Linked DNA regions of Mus musculus: region 1 is linked to region 2. A link is a contact called in public promoter capture Hi-C data. All regions are on one chromosome and are shown on one strand. Each heading gives the region's core, a stretch centred on a gene start, on an enhancer-like site or on the middle of the called end of the contact. The rest is flanking DNA. Distances are from core to core; before and after follow the strand shown. Region 1 overlaps Pacrg (PARK2 co-regulated). Region 2 has its middle 6.9 kb from the start of Gm39565.

The links. Promoter capture Hi-C pulls out the DNA fragments that hold promoters and counts their contacts.
Region 1: a contact with region 2 is called in a promoter capture Hi-C map of trophoblast stem cells, with 4 times the contacts expected there. The contact joins two enhancer-like sites. A contact is called at or near these places in 13 of 39 promoter capture datasets (the 3T3-L1 cell line, the HPC-7 cell line, cranial neural crest and 8 more), 1 of 15 datasets of contacts at CTCF or cohesin (embryonic stem cells), 11 of 484 Hi-C or Micro-C datasets (the HL-1 cell line, bone marrow-derived macrophages, embryonic fibroblasts and 5 more), 13 of 115 datasets of contacts at active chromatin or transcription factors (cardiomyocytes, embryonic stem cells, extraembryonic endoderm stem cells and 4 more) and 1 of 9 other capture datasets (embryonic stem cells).

The regions. Positions count from the first base shown.
Region 1 is chr17:10,497,551-10,502,594 of GRCm38.p6, reverse strand. The region is part of intron 4 of Pacrg (PARK2 co-regulated); the gene reads left to right. The region is part of intron 2 of Gm16168 (a long non-coding RNA gene); the gene reads right to left. Among named protein-coding and RNA genes, the nearest start is that of Gm16168, 6.9 kb to the right of the region's middle. Within about 2 kb of position 3,129, at least 22 of the 459 cell types and tissues checked have an H3K27ac peak or open chromatin away from gene starts, as enhancers often do. A contact at or near this core is called in trophoblast stem cells, where this site is marked.
Region 2 is chr17:10,376,022-10,380,937 of GRCm38.p6, reverse strand. No RefSeq gene overlaps it. Among named protein-coding and RNA genes, the nearest start is that of Gm39565, 6.9 kb to the right of the region's middle. Within about 2 kb of position 2,232, at least 56 of the 459 cell types and tissues checked have an H3K27ac peak or open chromatin away from gene starts, as enhancers often do. A contact at or near this core is called in trophoblast stem cells, where this site is marked.

The sequences.
Region 1 (5,044 bases), core at 1,880-4,379, 120 kb before region 2:
AGTATTGTGGTCATAATCTTCTGACTCAAGAGATGGATCCACTTCCAGCCTGTGAGGTTGAAAACCAACTCACTGATTTTACCAGCTCCAAAAACATGTCTCTATTTTATGAAGGCTGCCAGAATGAGAACCAACACGATTCGCTAGTACAACTTCTGTGTTTAGTAACACAAAAGAGCCACTGTATGGTCCTAATTTTGTTATTAGATATTAATTTTTCTCTGTGTGCTCTACTGAGCCTTCTTCTCATAGCCAAAAATCATGAGAAGTATCACTCGTTTGAATAAAATGTTAGTTCTATGTTTTTTTTCTTAATTAATAAATCCTGTGTGCATAGAGTGCACTGCATTTTAGACTGCATTATGATTACAGAAGCTAATTGCTCTGTATAGGTTCACTTTTAAAATGATTTTTGTTTGTGTTTGTTTGTATGTGTGTTTGTTTGTGTGTGTGTTTGTTTGTTTCTGGTGTTGGGGATGGCTTGGCAATGCTCTGTCTCTGAACCACACCCCCAGAAAAACATATTTGGGAACCAGTTCCAAGAATGGAAAACATAGGTTTCAGAGGCCAAACAGAAAGTGGCTTTGTAAAGGAAGAAGCCAATGTTGCTGAAGTCTCTAAATAAGATCAAGGGCCAGGTGTCGAGGAGAGGATGAAGCAGAAATAACACACACACAGGGTAGTTTGCAATGAACCAAGCAGGTATGGAATAGCCATGGAGCTAACCAGAGGCAGGAAAAGTCTTGAGGTTCACAGAATTGGCTCCAGATCCCGCAACTGTGAGCACTGCTCTGTGAGGCAGCCTGGCCCTGGCCTTGGAAGCAGAAATAATCACATGGTCACCCATTTTGATTATCCCAGATTAGGGAACTGGCAGGTGGGAGTGGTAGTAAAAGGACATTTCTAGAATGTGCCTGGCGATCTGGCAAGGAGTTCAGAGGAGATCTGCAGTTGGGCAGGCTGTGTGGGAAGAAGCCTTAAATAACTGCCCTGCAAGCTGTGTGTTTGAGAGGGTGTTGGTAATGGAATGCCTTAGACAGGGCCATGCCAACAACAAAGTACACATTCCTGGGGGCCTGGAGGCCCAGAGTCCAAGATCAGGTTGGCTTCTGAGGCCTTTCCTGGGCTTGCAGATGACCTTCTTGTGTCCCCATACGTCAGTCCCTGCCCCCAGGTGCTTTGTCTACACCCTCTTTATAAAGGCCTGTGCTCAACCTATGGCTTCAACCTCGGGGATTAGAAGTCAGGGTTTTAGGGTCAAGGAGAGGAGTCTTTGGGTGAGAGTGGAGGAAGGGAGCCTGCGCCTCAGGACACAAGAGCTTAGGACCGTGCTAGTGGCCCAGTTGTAAGCCAGAGTCAGGCCAGCTGGGGCAAGTGTCAAAGGAGAGCTGATGGGAATGGCTGCTCGGATCAGGAGACTTCATTACAGAGAGGCTAGGGGCTCTCGAGACTGCTCAGCATTTCCTCACGCTACCGAATGCGTTGACATTGTTCCGTGTCAGCCCCACACTGTAGAGCGCCAAGGGCTCAAAGTGGCACTTTTCATTTCTGATTTCCCAACCACTTAGTCAGCTGTGAAGAGCTGACCTGAAAGGACAATTCCCAGTCAGAGCTTTTTTTTTTTTTTTTTAACCCCAGACCAAGGGTCATGTGTCGGCAGTTTTCTCTAAAACCAGTAGATGGCGATCTTCCATCCTTGGCCTGTTGACCCACAGGGATTAGCACTGACCTTGCCCCTCAAGGACAGACCTTTGTGATTGTGAAATTCCTAGGCAAATGAATGGATCTGGAGGGCATCATCCTGAGTGAGGTAACACAATCACAAAGGAACTCACACAATATGTACTCACTGATAAGTGGATATTAGCCCAAAACTTAGGATACCCAAGATATAAGATACAATTTGCTAAACACATGAAACTCAAGAAGAATGAAGACCAAAGTGTGGACACTGTGCCCCTTCTTAGAATTGGGAAGAAAACACCCATGGAAGGAGTTACAGAGACAAAGTTTGGAGCTGTGACAAAAGGATGGACCATCTAGAGACTGCCATATCCAGGGATCCACCCCATAATCAGCTTCCAAACGCTGACACCATTACATACACTAGCAAGATTTTGCTGAAAGGACCCAGATAAAGCTGTCTCTTGTGAGACTATGCCGGGGCCTAGCAAACACAGAAGTGGAGGCTCACAGTCAGCTATTGGATGGATCCCAGGGCTCCCAATGGAGGAGCTAGAGAAAGTACCCAAGGAGCTAAAGGGGTCTGCAACCCTATAGGTGGAACAACATTATGAACTAACCAGTACCCCAGAGCTCTTGACTCTAGCTGCATATGTATCAAAAGATGGCCTAGTTGGCCATCACTGGAAAGAGAGGCCCATTGGACACACAAACTTTATATGCCTCAGTACAGGGTAACGCCAGGGCCAAAAAAATGGGAATAGGTGGGTAGGGAAGTGGGGGGGGGTATGGGGGCTTTTGGGATAGCATTGAAAATGTGATTGAGGAAAATACGTAAAAAAAAAAAAAAGAAAGAAAAAGAAAAATGTATATATAAATCTAAGATATGAAACTTAAGTATGTTCTAAAAGTAAGATATCAAATATTTTGCCAAAACTTTATATGCCCCAATACAGGGGAATGCCAGGGCCAAGAAGCGGGAGAAGGTGGGTAGGGGAGCAGGGCAGAGGGAGGGTATAGGAAACTTTCGGGATAGCATTTGAAATGTATATAAAGAAAATAACTAATAAAAATAAATAAATTTTAAAAAAAAAAGGGGGGGCTGGTGAGATGGCTCAGTGGGTAAGAGCACCCGACTGCTCTTCCAAAGGTCAGGAGTTCAAATCCCAGCAACCACATGGTGGCTCACAACCATCCGTAACGAGATCTGATTCCCTCTTCTGGAGTGTCTGAAGACAGCTACAGTGTACTTACATATAATAAATAAATAAATAAATAAATAAATAAATCTTTAAAAAAAAAAAAAAAAAGGACAGACCTTCAACTCTATCTTGTCCTGGAATGTGAGGCCAGAGGCTAGCTCATCTTCTCTGCTAATTTATGCTTGCTCCCGATAACCTAGAAAACAGCTGCACAAGGTTAAAAACTAGATCTCCACTGGCAGCTACATAGACTCACTCCCTCGTGCGTGTCCTTGCGTCCCCTCTTTTCATACCAGTGGCATTCTCCAGTCACTGCCTCTCACAAATCTCCTATGCCTCTGGATTTTTCTGTTTTCTCAAGTCAGTTTGTTGTTGTTGTTGTTCTTGCTGTTGCTGCTGCTGCTGCTGTTGTTGCTGTTGCTGTTGTTGTTGCTGTTGTTGTTGTTGTTGTTGTTGTTGTTGTTGATCTGCTCCATGTTAAACCAGTTCAGGAGCATTCAACCTTTTGACATTCCAACATGAGGTTGTCATTCACAAAAATGTTGGCCACATTCACACAATCCTGGGATACCTGTGACTCATGAGCTGCAGGCTACACCCACCTGAACCTTTCTGCTCCTCCCCCAACTTCCTGTTCCTTCTCACTTGTAGCGCACCTTTCAGAGAGATTCCTCATTGCTTTCTAACCCAGCTCCTAATTCCAATGCTCACCAAGTGAAGTGGACAGCAAAGGACCTCACCTTGCAAAAGCCTCGAAAAATATTAGGCTGACTTTTCTGTGAAATAGAAGCATGAAGATTTTTGCATCGACTACCAGCAATACAACTCGTTTAATTTGGCTTTGATGTCTTAAAGGATTAAAATGTTGGTATCAGCCATAATATTTTAAAGCGAGCTAGAACACGTTGGCGGTTGTATCAAGAATCTGTTTGATGTCAAGGAATATGATTGCTGAAAAGGCATGGCATATGACTGATAAAATGGCATTAAAATGTAATGCTGGCAGTGGAGAATCTCAAAGATGGGGCGGGGGGCGGGGAGGAGAAGGTGGCCCTTAAAAGTGAGGACAGAGAAATGCAACTCAGGTGGGTGAGGTGCCACCAGCACCAGCTGAAGCTACTCAGGGCAGGCACTCAAGCAGCTTGCATCCCCTTTCAAAGAAGACCCTCGCCACCCTGTTTCTGCCTCAGAGGAAGAGCTAAGTTTAAATAGGTGGGGTTTCCCAGGGCCTCACGGTGTCCGTTTCTGCAGCAGGTGCCTGCCATCTGCCCTCACTGCCTGATCCATAATAGCCGACTTATGGTTCTTCCAAGGTGAAAGGTTCAGAATTAGTCTGGAAATAGGATTCACTTCTCCTCAGTTCCTCACAAGAGGGAGTAAGCCCCTTAGGGCCAGCTTCAGCCAGCTGGCAGTGATCAAAGCAATGAATGGATACTGGAGGACTAGAGAGAAAACCAGGAAAGATTTCTTCCTGGCAGTGTGAGCAGCAAAGTGTGAGCCTGCAGGTCTGGAGTTCCTCACTGAACCTAGTGTGTAGCCAGCCCAGATGAGTCGTCACCCCCCTGCCCAAGAACAGAAGAAGGAAGTCAGCTTGCCTTCCATCACACACTCTGCTGTGGATTTATTTTTATATCAAATAAGTAAGAAGCCTGTCAACTTGGCACACAGTTAATGTGTCTGCCCTGTGAGGGCCCTGTCTGCCCTTGATCTTCTCCATAGCCAGGGCCCCAATAAGTATGCAAATTGCACAACTGTCTTCTAAACATAGTAATGCCCTTTACTGGAATCCCTGGAAACCCGGAGCTTCTACATTTGATTAAGTCACAGCGTTATTTTAAGACAAGGCATAAGAGTTTGGTATACACTAAAAATTGACAACTAGCTTTTTACAGTGTCAGCTTTTAAAGCCAGCTTTGTAAATTTGCAGTGAACCCTGCACCTCTGCCCTTAGTTAGCCCAGAAGATTCCGTGCCCACAGAGTGGGCTGACCTTCACTTCAGATAATGTTCTCCAAAGGCAAGCTACCAAAAATACAAGGAAAATAAATTGGAATTTGTTATCCTGAATTACAAAAAAATGCATTTTGCTTAGATAGCAGGATAAACAGCAAGGAACCTCCAGAGGAAGCCTCTTTGACCAGATCATGGAGTGACTTTTTA
Region 2 (4,916 bases), core at 983-3,482:
ACATTTGGGTGGGGCAGTGCCACTGGCCAGCTACACTTTCCATACCTGTCCTCAGCTGTGTCTGTCTGTCACTCATGTAGGTCGTCTGGGAAACCGCTGCAGGTACAGGGTGGGAGGGCAAAAGGCAAGATGATCGGGAAGGGTTATACAATGGCAGTTTCAACCTGAGGTAGATCAGCTCAGGGGCACAGTGGAAGGCGGCCAGGCCAGAAGAGTCAAACTCACACAGCTCTATTAGCTCTGCCATTCTCTTGAAAGATGAACCAGAAAAGAGGACAGGCAATCCTGAGGCACACCCCTGTGGCTGCTGCAACTGAGATCCCTTGTAGGGCAGCAGGATGGGGGTGAGGGGTGGGGAGTGGGGAGGTGAGGATAGGGCGGTGGGGGAAGGGGAGTGTTGGGTGTGCTCCTGAGCACGCTGTCCTGCTGCTTCTTCACTGCTGTTCTTTGGAAAAGGAATTAATTGCCTCTTTTCCTTGACCATTAACGGAAGCCACACGACCCAGCTGTCACCCTTCCCTGGTATTACTGTGTATCACTGTAGCCAGTACCTAGCCAACAGCCTGCTTCAAATGGAGCTTAACTCATCCCCTAGTCTACTCCTGCAGTCAGCACTCAGGATGAAGAGCAGAGAAAGGGATGATGACTCTAGGGTGTGTGTGTGTCCATATTCATGTGTGTCAAAACCAGAGGTCAACTTCTGCTATGCACTGTGAGTTTTTGAAACAAGAGTCTATCATTGGCCAGGAACTCTCCAGCTGGCTGGTGAGCCCCAGTGATCAACCAGTCTCTGCCTTCCCAGCACTAAACTAAGATTAAAAATGGCCCACCTTCCTTCCTTTCTCTCTTTCTTTCTAACTGAGTGTCTGTCTGTCTGTCTGTCTGTCTTTTATGTGCATTCTGGGAATCAAACACCCAGGCCTTTGTGCTTGCCAGGGAAGCAGTTTACAAACTGAGCCATCTCCGGAACCCCTGACGACTCTTGTTAATGTGTCAGTGTGGCTGCCTTCATGGAATAGTAGCAGGAGGAAGAGAACATGACAGGCCCTAAACCTTCCTTGGGGTTCAGAGGATCAGAGAAGCCTGCTGGTCCTCAGCCCTCTGAGTTCTGTAGGGCCCTCAATGACACAAAAAGATACTGTGGATCCATTCAAGGGCCCCTTGGTTGCACAGCTCAGTGCTTGAGTCCCAGCAATGTCATGTCAAAACAGTCCTAAAAATAAGGACTGATGTCAGGAGGCAGTAGTCTGAGAGTCAGAGATGTGGGGCAGAAAGAGAATCCACCACCATCACCACCCCGCAGCGGTGGTCCACGCTGTTTCCCTTCCTACAGACAATGAAGAACTGTGTCCACAGAGGTTCAACTCCGGCTTCAGAAGCACCCTAGGGTGCTCACTTCTCAGTGATGATCTGATCCCTGTAAGCTGTGACCTCTGACCTACACTCCCAGGCTGGTGCTCAGCTATGAGTCTGAGAGGTACCTGGGCTGCAGCCAGAGCTCTGACCACCTCCAGGACAGTGAGCATCTCTGCTGGCCTCCCAACTCTTTACATAGCTAGCATCTGCTGGGTCTGGACAGGGACAGAAGAGGGATATGGACATGTGGCCACCAGTACATGGGACCCTACAGGCAGCTCACTCCCTAAACATCCAGGGAGAAGCTTCGGGTCTCCCAGGACCAGCTGCTGCCGACCGACCGTCACTGGGACCCTTTTTCTTTTCTGATCGTTCACATGTTAGGATCTGTAGAAGCTCGTAAGACAGCCAAGTAGTTACGAGCTCAAAAGCTTTGAGAGAGATTTTCTCTGAGGACTCGTTAATGTGATGTTTAATGGAATAGTCCCCTATCTGAATCCTGCACTGGAGCTTTTAATAGAGCTGATAAGCGCTGGGCAGGGCATGTGGCAAAGCAGACATGCCTGACACCCTCCTCAGCAGGGAGGGGACTGGACAAAGAAGGAGGAATGATAGGGCAGTAGGAAGATGGGGGTTCACAGACTGACATTAAAAACCCGCAAACAGGGTGGGAATGGTACCCCATCCGCAGGGTAGCTTAGTGGGGTAGTTAAAGACACATTCTAGTGGCCAAGCTCCGTGGAGCCGCCTCTCAGAACTACCATTAACTTGGATAAAAACCATAAATTAGCCCAACCATGAATACAAGCATTGCCTACTCCACCCCCTGCTACCCCACCCTGGGGCCTAAAATACTCAGGCAATTCTTGCCAGGTGACTCATGACTTCCTGGGCCCACCCCGTTGGCCTATCGCCCCACCTCCCTGGCAATATATACATGCTGAGGGAATCTCTCTGAGTATTTTTGGGAGACAGCTGTTTGCTCTTCTAGTCAAGAGTCTGAGAGGCACAGGCACAAAGTGGGCTGGACCCAGGAACTGGAGTCAGTAAAAGTGGGCAGAAAACATGGATGTCTGGATGGCCCTGCAGCTTTCTCTGGTTCAGGGAACGGATGGGCAGATGGCAACGTCTCCGTCTGAGGGTGGAGGAGGGCATCTCATTTCTCACCAGAGATTTCAGAGATGAAATGAAGGTGTTCTCTCCCCGGTGTTCAATTCACTGCACAGACATGAGGCAACCCACCTGGAATGTGCTAAAGCTTAGAATCACGGGTGTCTTCAGGCTGTAGAGAAACACCTCCAGACTCTCCTGTCTTCCTAAGGCTGGGATCCCATTCAATCCCGAAATATTAGGTGTTTCTTCACAGGAATTTTAAAAGGGGATGGGATAGAAGGCATTTGATGAAACAAGAGTAACAGATACCAACCTTTCTGATTTGTACTCTGTATTATACACAAACACATTCAAAGAGTCAATGTGGAGACTCATGCCTGCAATCCCAGTACTCAGGAGGGGAGATAGGAGGATCAGAAGTTGAAGACCAGGCTTGGCTACCAGAGAACCAGTTGTATAGTGTTCCCTTTGAATAGAGGAATAAGGGAAGCTTGTAAGACTCAGGAAGTAACTGAAATTTACAAGGATGAGGAAGGAAATTCCAGACAGCACCCAAACTTAGAACATTTACAAGGTTCAACCCCCCAAGGTTACATAAGCAATAACAATGGCTAGGGATGAGGAGTCTCCAGTCTGACCAGCTGCTTGCAAGCCATGCAGGGAGCTCAAGGACATGTCTTCTGTGAGTTGTCACCCAGGCTAGGGTGGGACTTTTCAGAGATACAGCTACCATTATGTCACCTGTACTCCTCTAAGTAATTCCAACATGCACGCTGGTTCACAAAGCTAGAATTAGATAGAACTGTTACTTCGGTCTGCTGCTGGTGCCCTGTCTAGGGTAAGTGAACTTTTAATCACATTTCAACAGGAAAAGTGTTGAGGTTTGATCTGTAGCTGTGTATTGTGATGCTAAATTCTGTACCAGAAGGTCTAGGCCTTTAAGTGAATTCTTACATTTACAAGCTTTTGTTCTGCAAACCTTGTTCCTTAATTTAAAACTGTTGATTAAATAAAACTGGCTATAGCCAATTCCTGGAGGGGTTAGAGGTGGGTGGGTTTTGAGTTACCTGACTTGGGATGAAGAGGAACATTAAGGAAAGAGGAGAGACCAAATGAGGAGGAAGAACAAGGAGAGGAGGAAGCCACCATGAGGGGAAGTGGATCATGAGCATGTAACGTGGCCAGGCGAAACAGCAAGAGACTGGGGTTCACCACTGGTAGGTAGCCAGGCCAGCAGTGAGAAGGGTAGATTAGGGGTGAGCCCCCAGTAATTGTTAAAGCCAAATAAAATAACCATAGTCTGAGTCTCATTTATTTGTAAGCTAGTCGGGGATAAACTTATATTAGTTATACTACAGTAAAGTCACACAACAAAGCCTGACTCAGAATAAAAGCAAAATTCTAAACAGCTTTGCAATAATGAAACCCAGTTAACTTTATTTAATTCAACATTTCCTAAATTTTTTTGTCTGAAATGAGTGTGTGTGTGTGTGTGTGTGTGTGTGTGTGTGTGTGTTTGCAAAACGTGATGGACAGAATAATACCCTTCCTCAGGATGTCCACATCATCAAACCCTAAGCCTGTGAATTATGACACCTATGGATAAGAGGGTCTTTTTGTATGTTTAACCCAAGTGTTATCCTTGCTAGTTGTTGTTTGATGGTTTTGTCGACTTGATGCAAGCTAAGATCATCTGGGAACAGGGAACCTCGATTGAGAAAATGCTTCTATCAGATTAGCCTGGGAACAAGTCTATGGGGGCATTTTCTTAATTAGTGATTGATGTGGGAGGGCTCAGCCCACTGTGGGCAGTGCCTCCCCTGGGCAGGTGGGCCTGGCTTATATTAAAAGGAAGTTGAGAAAGCCATGATGAGCACGACTGTAAGTGATACCTGTCCATCGTTCCTATCTCTGTTCCTGATTGACATTCCTTAATTGACTTCACTCAGTGATTGACAGGGACTGGGACATGCAAGACAAAAGTCAAAAATGAAAAGAAGACCCTTCCATCCGTTTCCTTCTTTTGGTTGTGGTGTGTATCACATAGTAGAAACCACACCAGGATACCTGGATTCTCCAGGAAGGCCTAACCTATCACCAAGACTCTATAAGAGCAAGGAGGAGCACAGAGGAGATGGCGTGGAGGTTGGGGGTAGTGTGTCTGCAGATGGGGGAAGAGGCCACAATCCAAGAGTGGGGGTCCCCTCTGAACGCTGGAAAAGTCAAGGAAATGGGGTCTCCCCAGAACCTTCAGAAGGCAAGGACTGCGGACACCATGATTTTAGGGCTTATTTTATAACTCTGACCTTCGGAACAAGTGAACTTTGTGGTTGTAAGTCATGGGGTTGTGGCAATTTTATATGTAAGTAGCCTCAGGAGATTAATACCACAGGGGTGTGCTGAATAATAGAGTTTGAAAATAAGAATATCCTAGCTCACTGTAGCGT